2 separate regions of the Macaca mulatta genome follow, and region 2 is linked to region 1. The links are chromatin contacts, called in public Hi-C maps. All regions are on one chromosome and are shown on one strand. The core of a region is the stretch at or near the end of the contact, and the rest is flanking DNA. Distances in the headings are between cores, read along the strand shown. Region 1 holds the start of MIR9-1HG (MIR9-1 host gene). Region 2 holds the start of MEX3A (mex-3 RNA binding family member A).

Evidence for each region. Hi-C and Micro-C count contacts between places; a contact is called where the count stands out from the background.
Region 2: a contact with region 1 is called in a Hi-C map of fetal cortex germinal zone, with 2.6 times the contacts expected there. The contact joins the promoter of MEX3A here to the promoter of MIR9-1HG in region 1. A contact is called at or near these places in 2 of 14 Hi-C or Micro-C datasets (fetal cortex germinal zone and fetal cortical plate).

Annotation. Positions count from the first base shown.
Region 1 is chr1:110,496,417-110,501,585 of T2T-MMU8v2.0, reverse strand. MIR9-1HG (MIR9-1 host gene) reads right to left here and starts at 2,132. Exons shown (of 8, transcript XM_077944831.1): 1 at 1,896-2,132; 2 at 1,245-1,417. The coding sequence starts at 1,953.
Region 2 is chr1:110,851,643-110,856,811 of T2T-MMU8v2.0, reverse strand. It overlaps MEX3A (mex-3 RNA binding family member A), which reads right to left and starts at 3,198. Exons shown (of 2, transcript XM_015111858.3): 1 at 2,278-3,198. The coding sequence starts at 2,731. It also overlaps a transcript of LMNA not described here.

The DNA.
Region 1 (5,169 bases), core at 883-3,382:
GGTCCCTGGGGCAGTTATCCCCCTCATCACTGATCTCTGCCCTGCCACCCCCCAACAAAGCATACACAATGCCTAGGGGAACATGGTGATGAAGAACACAGCCCAGCAGGCATGGAACATGTGTGTGTACGTATGATGGCTGGCAGCCTTAGCCTCTCCCAGCAATCTGGCCTCTGGGGTTCCAAGAATAGTCTGCTCCGCTCCAGCCTCCACTACCCCACAATGGCCCCAATCTTGTCTCCCAGAAAGCACAGTGTGGGTGGGGGACTAGGGGCAGGAAAAGTGCCTTCTTTCTATATCTCCTGGCCTTCCATAGGAAACACACACACACACACACACACACACACACACACATACACACACACAACCCCTCCATTAGATGGGTGTGAAGAGGGTTGGGGTAGGGTTCTCTCCCCTTCTAGAACCTAAGCATTTTCTCCGACACCTCACTTGCCTTTAGGTTCCACTTAGCCCCTTTCCCACCTGCCAGCTCATACCATAGAAAAAGGGGGGGAAAGGGGGATTAAATTAATCTAAATCCTATAAAATGTTTTTGGATTGTTCCCAATTATGGTCTCCACCTTTCTTTCATGGGGGGACATCTGGCTCCTTTCCCCCCATGCCCAAGTCCCTCAGACTTTGTCCTCTCCTAAAAGCTGAAGTCTCTAGGTCAGAAAGGAATAAGAGCCAGATCGAGGAAACAAGGTCAGGAGTCCAAATACAGAACCATTTTTCCCCTTCCTTCCTATCTCCACTACAGTTTCCTTCCTGCCTCTCCTCTGGTGCAAGCATTAAGATGTTGGCCATGTCTGGTGGAGAGAAGGGAGGGGCAGATTAATAGGATCAGTAGCACCGTGACCCTAAAGCCCCCCTACAATCCCATTGACAAACTTAGTGAGCTGTCTCCAGCCGGCATGGGCTGGGGGAAGGAGGGGAACCAGGAGCCACTCTGGGGCGGGTGGGCAGAGCCACTGCCTTGGGCTCAGCGATAGGTGCCCAGGAGGCTGGAGGTGAGAGCCCTGCTGCCAGCTCCACCTCTATACACACACCTCATCCATTTTGGGGACCCCCTAAATCTTTTATCAGCCTTTTCTTTCTGTGATGATTTTGCACCAGCCTCCATTAGCCAGTAGGTAAAGTAGGAAGGTTAGGGCGTCCTGACTGATTTTAGGGGATCTCTTCCCACACCCAGCCTAGATGTCTGAGGGGGCTGGGATCCTCCCTGGACCCGAATGGGCACTTACCAGGCTTCTGTGAGGAGGAGAGACTGTTCGGGTGGCCCCTGCGGCTGGACTGCCTCTCTCCCCCCAGCTCCTAGCCTCTTGTGGAGTGGAGGATGCAGCTCCGATGACGTAGCATCTGTCTATCCATTCAGGAATTTCGCTTGCCTCTCTCTTTCTTTCTCTTGCTGCTCTCCCTGGAAAGGCAGCAAAAAGGGGGTGCTGCCCCTCTCTGGAGACACTACCACCACCACCACCAAAATAACAGCCCACTCTGACGAAACCCCTCCTTCTTCCTTCCAATGCCTGTGTGGGCAGGGGTCTTTGTCACCTCCACTCTGCTTGCCACCTCCCCTACTGCCTTTTCTAACCTGAGGCAGGAAGAAGGGGCTAAGGGAAGCTATTGTTCCTCCAGGCTACCCTCATCCCCAAGGGAAGCAAGAGAAAGGGTGTGACAGAAAGACTTGGTCCCTAGTCTCCGAGTTTTAATTCGCTTTGGAACTTGAGAGAATGATTAAGTGGTGTGTGGAGGGTAAGGCGAGGAGCTGATGAGGAGTCATGGCAAGGTGACACAGTTTGCCATTTGAAGGCTCAGGGCATTTCAGGCTCCCCTTCCCAGGCCTCCCCTCAACTCCTTTCGTGGTCAGCTTAACTAATCACAAATCCAGATCTTACTTGTGAAGGAGACAGTGACAGTCGGAAGATGAAGGCTGGGAGCTGGAGGGGGGCGCATCTTGCAGGGAGATGAAGGCCAGCACTTGGAAGTCTAGACAAGAGAAGAGAAGGGGCGGGACCACAGAGTCAAAGTGGGAGATAAATTATCTTTTTCTTAGAGGAGGGAGAGGAATTTGGGGGTTGGTTTCCAGGGCTGGGGTCCCGATATTTGGTGGAAGCTGGGGCCCAGAATGGTACAATGGTCGGGTCTCTTTTCTCTCTCTAACCCCCACCCTCAGCCCCTCCCTTTTTCTCCCTCCCACTCTTCCTGGTCTGCATGGGAACTCGGTCTGAGCTCGACGTGACAGACAGCAGGCCTGCATGCTAATGAAGTTTGTCTCAAGTTCATTGTCAAAGCCCCCCCTTCCCCACAGCCCCCTCCCCTCCTCTCTCATACACAAATCTCCCTCCAACTTTTGTCCCACAGACCTGGAGGCCACTTGAGTCTCTGCTGGCTCCCCTCTCTCACCCTCCCCCACTGCTTTCAGTCTCCCCTCTCCTCACCACCTCCCTCAACTGGGGGCGGGAGGCTCTCTTCTCTCCCTGGTGCCTTCCCAGCCACCTTCTGGCCTGGCGATCCCTCAGCTCTGAATGAGGGATTCTGAGGGCTAAGGTCAGAGTCTATAGACTGGGTCCTTCTTTCCCCATCTTAAAGTAGGGAGACTTTAGAGGGGTGAGAAAAGGCAAGAGACTCTCCCCACTCACTGTTCTCTGCCCCCCAATTCTCAGCCCTGTCCTGGCCCAGTCCCCCCATTCCAGCCCCACTTCCCCTCCCCCATTCCTCCCATTATGATTATTTTGCTCTCCCCTTGATTACATCTGCTTCACTAGCTCAGAAATAAAGATCCTTTGAGACTAATTTTGCACCCCCCTGCAACTCCCCACCCCTTCCCTCCCCCTTCTCTCTAGACCAGGGCTCCCGTTAGCTCCTTTCTCACCGGCTGGAAGACATTGAGTTCCTTGTCTAGGGAGCTGGGGGGTTGATGGGAGGGGGTGCCAGTGGAATGGGGGGGGGGTCTCTCCAACTCTGGGACGTGTCCAGCAATCCAAACCTGTCCTTCTTTTGTTCCTACAAATCTCTTCATACTGTCACCACCCTCTGGAGTCTGCCTTTCTCCCAGTAACTAGGGGATAAGGGAGGAAGGGGAGGAGGATCCTGAACTCACCCCACCCCTCAATTCCAGGGAAAGGAGGGAGGGGGAGAAAAGGGAGAAAAAAATTTAAATCCACCCCCCCTCATTAGCCAGAAAGGAAGCGAAGGGGATAATTATAATTAAAAGCAGACAGCTGTGGATTGCATCTTTTATGTTCCTCCAAGCTTCCTCCCCACTTCTGCCACCATCACCCAAAAATTTGCACAACCCCCTGTGTATCTTCCCCCTGGTTTCCTTCGAGTGGCGAGTGTGCCAGGAGACTAAGGCATGAGTGGCATGTTTGGGGAAGAGGACTCCACTTCCTCTCCCATAGGCAGCGCCTTCTGAAACATCTCAGTAGGCCTAAGAGATGGGGGCTTCCTGTTCCTACCCACCAGCCTGTACCCCAAGGTGTAGGATTGTAAGAGGTGGGGGAATCCAGGTGATAATAACAAATTCAATAATTTGGGGAAGTCTGATTTTCCTAAAAATAGCCATAATATTCAAAATGAAATTAATACTAAGAATTAAGTAAAACCTAGAATGTTTTCTCATTCAGGCATGTCTTCCCTCCTCTGGAGTAGCTTCAAAACACAAGAGGGGTAGCTGAACGTCTGAAGAGCTGGAATCTGTAAGGAAGTGTGTTCTAACAAAGAGAGGCTCATAGGTTTAGAGTGTACATAAAATGCACACATATACATACATATACTCCATGATTTTGGGGGTGGTGTTGCTAGGCCTAGCTCTGCTATCCTATGTATTTATAGAACTTGATCATAGGCCAGAACAGCAGGGTAATTATAGCATTATTAGCATATATGCAAATCAGGTAACCTATATACGCTGAATGGAGGCAGATTATTATTTATTTCTTTCCCCCTTTCTCCTTCCCTGGTATCAGCTCTGGCTCCTCAGAGCTGCACACCAGCAATTATCTGACATTATAAGAGGGGGTTGTAGCCCTGGAGGAGGGGGCTGAGGGGAGTAGGACAGAAAAAAACCTAGGGGCGGGAGGGTTTTATCTCATTTTACTCAATGTTATTCTGGGAAGAGTGGGGAGGAGCTCAGTGAGAAGCCTTTGAATTCACAAAGGCTAATTCCAGCGGGGGCGGGGGGCAGGAGGGAAGAGACAGAGACCTGAAAACAGAGACAGATGAAGCCAGAAAAGCTTCGAAGCAATGACAGAGACAAGAGGGACAGAACTGCAGCTCACAGAGAGTGGGGGAGCCAGAGATAGAGTCACAAACTCACATAGAGCAAGGCACAGAGAATTCAGATCTGGCAAGAAAATAAGGAACTGTTTATTTGGAGTTGGAAGGGATGAGCTCTCCAGGTTTATTCGGCAGGGGGCCAGGATGGGGCCACCCCATGATGGTTTAGAGGCTGAGTCTGAGTCTTAATCCAGAGCCCATTCCATATTATGAATCCATTCTCCTTTTTCCACCACCTAGTCAATGGCCATGGGACCCCAAGCAGTGGCTTTTGGTGTGCTCATGCATTCATTCCAACCAACACACGACGAGCAGAAACCACATGGACATGGTCCAATTCTGGACCCTCCTTTCTTCCACCAGGATTGAGCTGCAAGCCCCTCTTCCTTCCAGGTTAAGCTACCTTCGGTAGGTTCACTCTTAGGCTCCGCAGTCAGATCTCCACAGGGTGCCTCGGTATCTAAGGAGTTGCAGCACTGCCTCCCTTTTCGTACTCCATCCCTCTCTTACTCAGACGTTATTTATACCAGATCCATAGCTGAGAAGCTGGGACCTTCACAGTTTTTCCTCTATATTGTCCCAGGGACTTGCCTCCACTGAGTTGGGTACCTTTGCCTCTGCCTGGCTGGGTGGGATTCTGCTGGCCCTTAGCACCAATGAGGCACTGGGGTTCCAGCACTCCACCATATCCTTCTGTCACTCCACTCCCCAGGTGGATTAATGGTGTATGTCTGTTTGACCGACCCCAAAACTAGATAGATGCTGGAGATACCAGCGTATCCATCAAGTTTCAAATGTCTCTCTCCACATCCCTGCTTGCAATGTGGCTATCTAGCTACCTCTATTTCAAAAAAGCCTTTGCCCATCTGAGCCAAACTTCAAATAAGGCAA
Region 2 (5,169 bases), core at 1,949-4,448, 350 kb before region 1:
ATCTCGGCTCACTGCAACCTCCGCCTCTTGGGTTCAAGCGATTCTCCTGCCTCAGCCTCCTGAGTAGCTGGGATTACAGGCACCTGCCACCACACCCGGATAATTTTTTGTATTTTTAGTAGAGATGGGGGTTTCACCATGTTGGCCAGGCTGGTCTTGAACTCCTGACCTCAGGTGATCCACCCGCCTCGGCCTCCAAAGTGCTGGGATTACAGGTGTGAGCCACCACACTCTGCCCCCTCCCCTCACTTTTAAAAGACCTTAAGAAGGAGAATTTGCTTGTTCCCTCTTGTCTTCAGACCTCTTGGCAGTTAAGAAGTCCTACCTGTTGTCCAGCCCACATCCTTGCTGCTTTAATGTCAGTAAATGATTGTTCTATTTTCGAGGTATGGAGGGTCGCAAAACAGTGAACTCCCCTCTCCTACCATTTCTACTCACATATCATTTGATGGGCACCTGGGTTCTGGCTCTAAGTTTTGGGTCCAAAAACTTAAATGAGAGCTAAGTATCTTTAGCAGTTGGGGTTGGGGTGAGGAGGACAGGCCAAGACATCCCAGTAAGAAGAAACGCTAGAGGCCTGGAGGTGCAAAACTGGTGGTGGGTCTTTTCCTGGGTTCTGCAACCTTGAAGAAGCATCTCTTGAAGGGAAGACCTACTGGGCTTCACCTTCCTAGAGGTCAAACAGAGGAGCACTAACACTGCAGCAGGAGGAGGGAGGTTAGACAAGAGGGAGGACTTCCATATACTTGACTGAGGGGCAGGCTTATCTTTTGTGAATAAAAAATCCCCTTACTTTTATGAGGGACAAGCCCATCTGATGCGGAGGCAGAAGAGGAAAGAATGACTCCATTAAATTCCGGGGCCTCCCAAGACCACCCCCACACCCAAGAAAAGGTAGCAATGTCCGTCCCCACCCAATTCCAGGGCTTTGGATCCCCAATTTCTGACAAGAGGAAATCCAACTTTCTAAATCAGAAATCTCAAGAGATGGAGTGCCCCAGGGAATGAGGGCTGTGTAGGGGAGTGGCATCTTCCCCTCCTCCATTCTGGATCTCTCGGTGAAATCCCCCTAACCCCCAGCACTCCCAGTGGATGAGGTGGGTTGTGGAGTAGGGGCCCCCCTGGCCCGCCTCTCCTTTTCCTCCGCCAGAAGCCGGCCTCCTCCCGCACTCCCAGCCGGAATGCAGCTCCTCTATTGTTCCCCACTGTGGGACAGCTCCTCCCCCACTCCTCCCCCACCCCATACCTCCCCAGCCCAGGCTCTTTGCAATTTCCAAATCCCGCCCCCCCCACTCTCCTTGGAGAAGCCAGGAGAGGGAAGGGTCCCCAAGATCCCGTCTGCTCAATTTGGACCTTCACCAACACCCCCACCCACCCACCCAGGGATGCTGGAGCAGCAGAGGGTGTGGTACCAGACATACTACGCTGGATTAATTCTGCACCCCCTCCCAACAGACCCAGACACACGCCCTCCACCAAATTTCCAGGTGAAGGTTTCTTGCCCCCCAGCATTCCCCCTCCTGCCCTGTCCTACTCTTTCACTACCAGAGACCCCTCTCTAGGCCTCTGGCCCAAGGCCGTGGCCAGCCCAGAACAAAAGCCAGAGAGGGAAGAGGAGAGGTCCAAGCCAGGACGTAGCACTTCCTTGGAGACACCCCTTCCAAAACCCCAGAGACAGTCCAACTTTGGTGTGTGGGTGACCACAGGACCCCCTCCTCTCAGCAGCCCCCCTCACCGCCTCTTCCCCAGGCTGGGACCCTCCCCTGGGCCACACCCCCTTCCATTCCTACACTCAGCCCAACAAAGAGACAGATACTCAGTCTGGCTTCGAGGGCCAGGTCTCCCCCAAAGTCTGTAACTCCAGGCGGCTGGGGGCCCCAGGGGTGCCCCCTCCCCAACGTAGGAGCAGATATCAGAGTACAGGCTTCTGAGTAACTCTTTGCACATTCCGTCAGTTTTTCTGGTTAGGAGTGGACACCCCCTCCGGACAGCCTCCCTGGATTGGGAGACCGATCCCCTCCCCTTTCCCTCTTCCAGTGCGAGGATATTTCTTTGTTTAAGGGCAGAGCTCTGGGGGAGGAAAGATCTGGAGAACCGTCCCGACTAGGGGTAGCTGGGAACTTTGTGGCACTTGGAAATCAGGGTAGGGGGCGGGTCTCTCTTTGTGGGGAAGGGACAGAGCCGGAGGCGGGCAAGAAGGGAAGAAATGAACTTTCCGCGCTAGGGACGGAGTGCCCCCACTACAGTCCCTCTCAGTGGTCCCGGCGCCCCGCTTACCTTGCCTGCCCACGATCTCGGCCACGTGCTCGGAGGTGGGCACCGGAACACACTCCGTGGTGTTGCTGCTGCCCTTCAGGCGCAGCTCGGCCTCTTTGTAGAGAGCGCAGAGCTTGGCGTCGCTCGCCCCTTTGGGGGCGGTGGGGGGCTGGGGCGTCTGCGCCGCGGGGGCCGCCGTCGGGGCGGCCGGGGGCGCCGCGGGCGGCGGCGGCGGGGCCGGCTGCGGGGGGGCGGCCGGCTGCGCGGGGGCGCCGCCCCCCCCACCTCCCCCGTCCTCGCCCGCCGTGGGGGCGGGGGGCTCCCCCAAACCCAGGAGGCAGAGTTGATCGAGAGCCAGCTGAAGGGCGCGCTCGTCTTCCAGCAGCCCTCGGTCCTTAGCGCTTCCCCCGAAACATCCTAGTTCTCCAAAGCCCCCATTTCTTTCCATTATTCCAGATACCACTAGACTAGGCATGGCGAAACAAAAGCTGGGGGAGAGAGAGAGGGAGAGAGAGAGAGAGAGGTGGTGGAAGGGAAAAGAGGAGAGAGGAGGGGAGGGGAGAGGAGAGGAGGGGGTGTGTGGGGAGGGGGGAACAAAGAACTGGGGAGGGGGGAAGAAAGCGAGATAGAAAGATAGACCCTCCCCCTAAGCCCCCCTCCCCAAACACCCTGTAACCCGACTCCCCTCGCCCCAGCCCCCGGGGTGGGGGTGGGGGGAAAGAGAAGCAAAACCAAGAAAGCAGATCTCCTCTCCTCTCCGGGGGTGACGGGGGGCGGGGGGCTGCAGGATCTCTGCCCCCACCCCTCCCGCCTCGGACCTGGGAGTCTCTAGCCCCCGCCGTCCAGGCGCCCCCGTTAGGCTCCCGCACCGAGCCCCAGTCCGGGAGCGGCGCTCAGTGGCCCCCAATAGAGCCCAGCCCCTTCCAGCGCTCAAACTCTTTTGTTTTAAATGAACTGGATGGAGCAGCATGGAACTGACGGGAGGGGGGCGCGCCGGGGGCGCCCGGGGCATGCCGGGAGTTGTAGTTTCCCGCCCTTGGGGGCGCGGGGACAAATTCCTTGACCCGAGGATAGTGCCCTTCGGTCTTTCCTCGCAGCTCCCGGGCAAGCTAGGGGTGGGATGGAAGTCGAGGTCCCTAATTTTGTAAGGGGAGGGTGAGGGGAGAAGGGGTAGTATGCGGAAACGGAGCGGCTTTGAAGCTGGCTAACGCCGCGCGCCCCCTCCCAGGACCCGCTCCTTCCCCGCGCCGGCCAGTCCTGGGGGCCCGCTTTTTTATGGAAATGAGGGGGGGGGGCGGGGAGCTGTCCCCGCTCGCTCACTGCGGCTTTCTCCCGCTCCCCTCTCCCCCCTCCCTGCCGCGCTCCCTCTCCGCTTCCCCCTCCCGCTCTCCCAGAGTCGATCCCGGAGCCCGGCCGCGGGGAAAGGTTCTCGGCCGAGAAGACAAAGCCCGCAGCAGCGATGGGGGGAGAGCTGGGCTCTGCGCATTGTGGGGGCCAGGAAGGGGTGCCAGGCTGGGGCTGCAACCCCCTGGCAAAGGATGGGGTCCCCTCATCCCTAAGCAGCAAGCCATCTCCCCTCGTCCGTCCCCCGCCCCCCCCAGTCTCGGAGATCTCAGAGGCACCGACTGGGAGGTGAGTTAGTTCACGTCCTTCTGCTCGGTGGAGGGGGTCGGGAGGGCGGTGGAGTGATGAGGTGCGGAGGTTGACAGAGTGGAGGGATAGAAGTGGGAGTCGGACGGAGAGTGGGGAGGCAGGAAAAGTCTTAAAGGCCTGGGGTGACTTAACCGTTTGGGGTGAGGGCCTTGAGCTTTGGGTGTGACAGAAGGAGGGAGGAGAGACCAGGATGGACTGGGAACCCAGACTTCCTTCAGGCCTGGGCTGTGAATACAGCTTGGGGTGATCTGTTCTTTAGCACTCATCGTAATTTCCACTCTGTTTCCTCCACCCCTCTCCCACTGAAAACCTATTCAGGGCCGGGCGCGGTGGCTCACGCCTGTAACCCCAGCACCTTGGGAGGCAGAGGCAGGTGGATCACCTGAGGTCAGGAGTTCGAGACCAACCTGACCAATAAGGTGAAACCCCGTCTCCACTAAAAATACAAAAACTAGACGAGCATGGTGGCAGGCGCCTGTAGTCCCAGCTACTCAGGAGGCTGAGACAGGAGAATTGGTTGAACCCGGGAGGCGGAGGTTGCAGTGAGCCTAGATCCTGCCACTGCATTCCAGTGAGACTCCGGCCTCCGCCTACACACACACACAGAACCATTCACTCCCGTTTGACTCCGGAAATTCGGTGAGAATGAAGTTTCTAAGGCTTGGAGAATTAGGCACTTTTAGAGTTTCAGGAAGGTGGAGTGTAATGCAATTTTTTCTTCTCCCTTTACCCCGTATCTTCTGCATTTATTTTATATCACCCTTTTTGTGTCTGGATCTTTCCCAAGGGAAGAAGGGATGGCACTGCAGCTTGAGGGCTCGAGGTCAGACTTTAAGAAGAACTTCCATAAAGAGTTTTATAACAGTGGGTGGGTGAGCCACAGTGGTAAGGTGTCCTTTTCTAGAGTGACTTGAAAAACAAAAATCTGAACTAGTTTGTAAGGTAAAGTCCTGCTGAGAGGCAAGGGAACAGATGAATTGACTTCACAGACTTAGCAATGTGGGGCCTTGAGGGCTGAGCTGTTTAGCCCAGTTCCCTAAACTGTTCCTTGGAAAGAGTGAGTTTGCACACTAATGGGAGTGCTGGAACCTGAGCTGAGGATCTCAGAAGGGGTGGGTTTGTGGGGGCGGGGGGAGCGGAGTTGGCACATTGCAGGGCTTTTTTTCCTTTGCTAGGCAGAAGATCCAGGGAAGGAGAACCTTGACTGAGGAACCCGGGAGGGCCCTGGAGTTGGGGAAGTTTGCCCCCTGGACTGGGGAT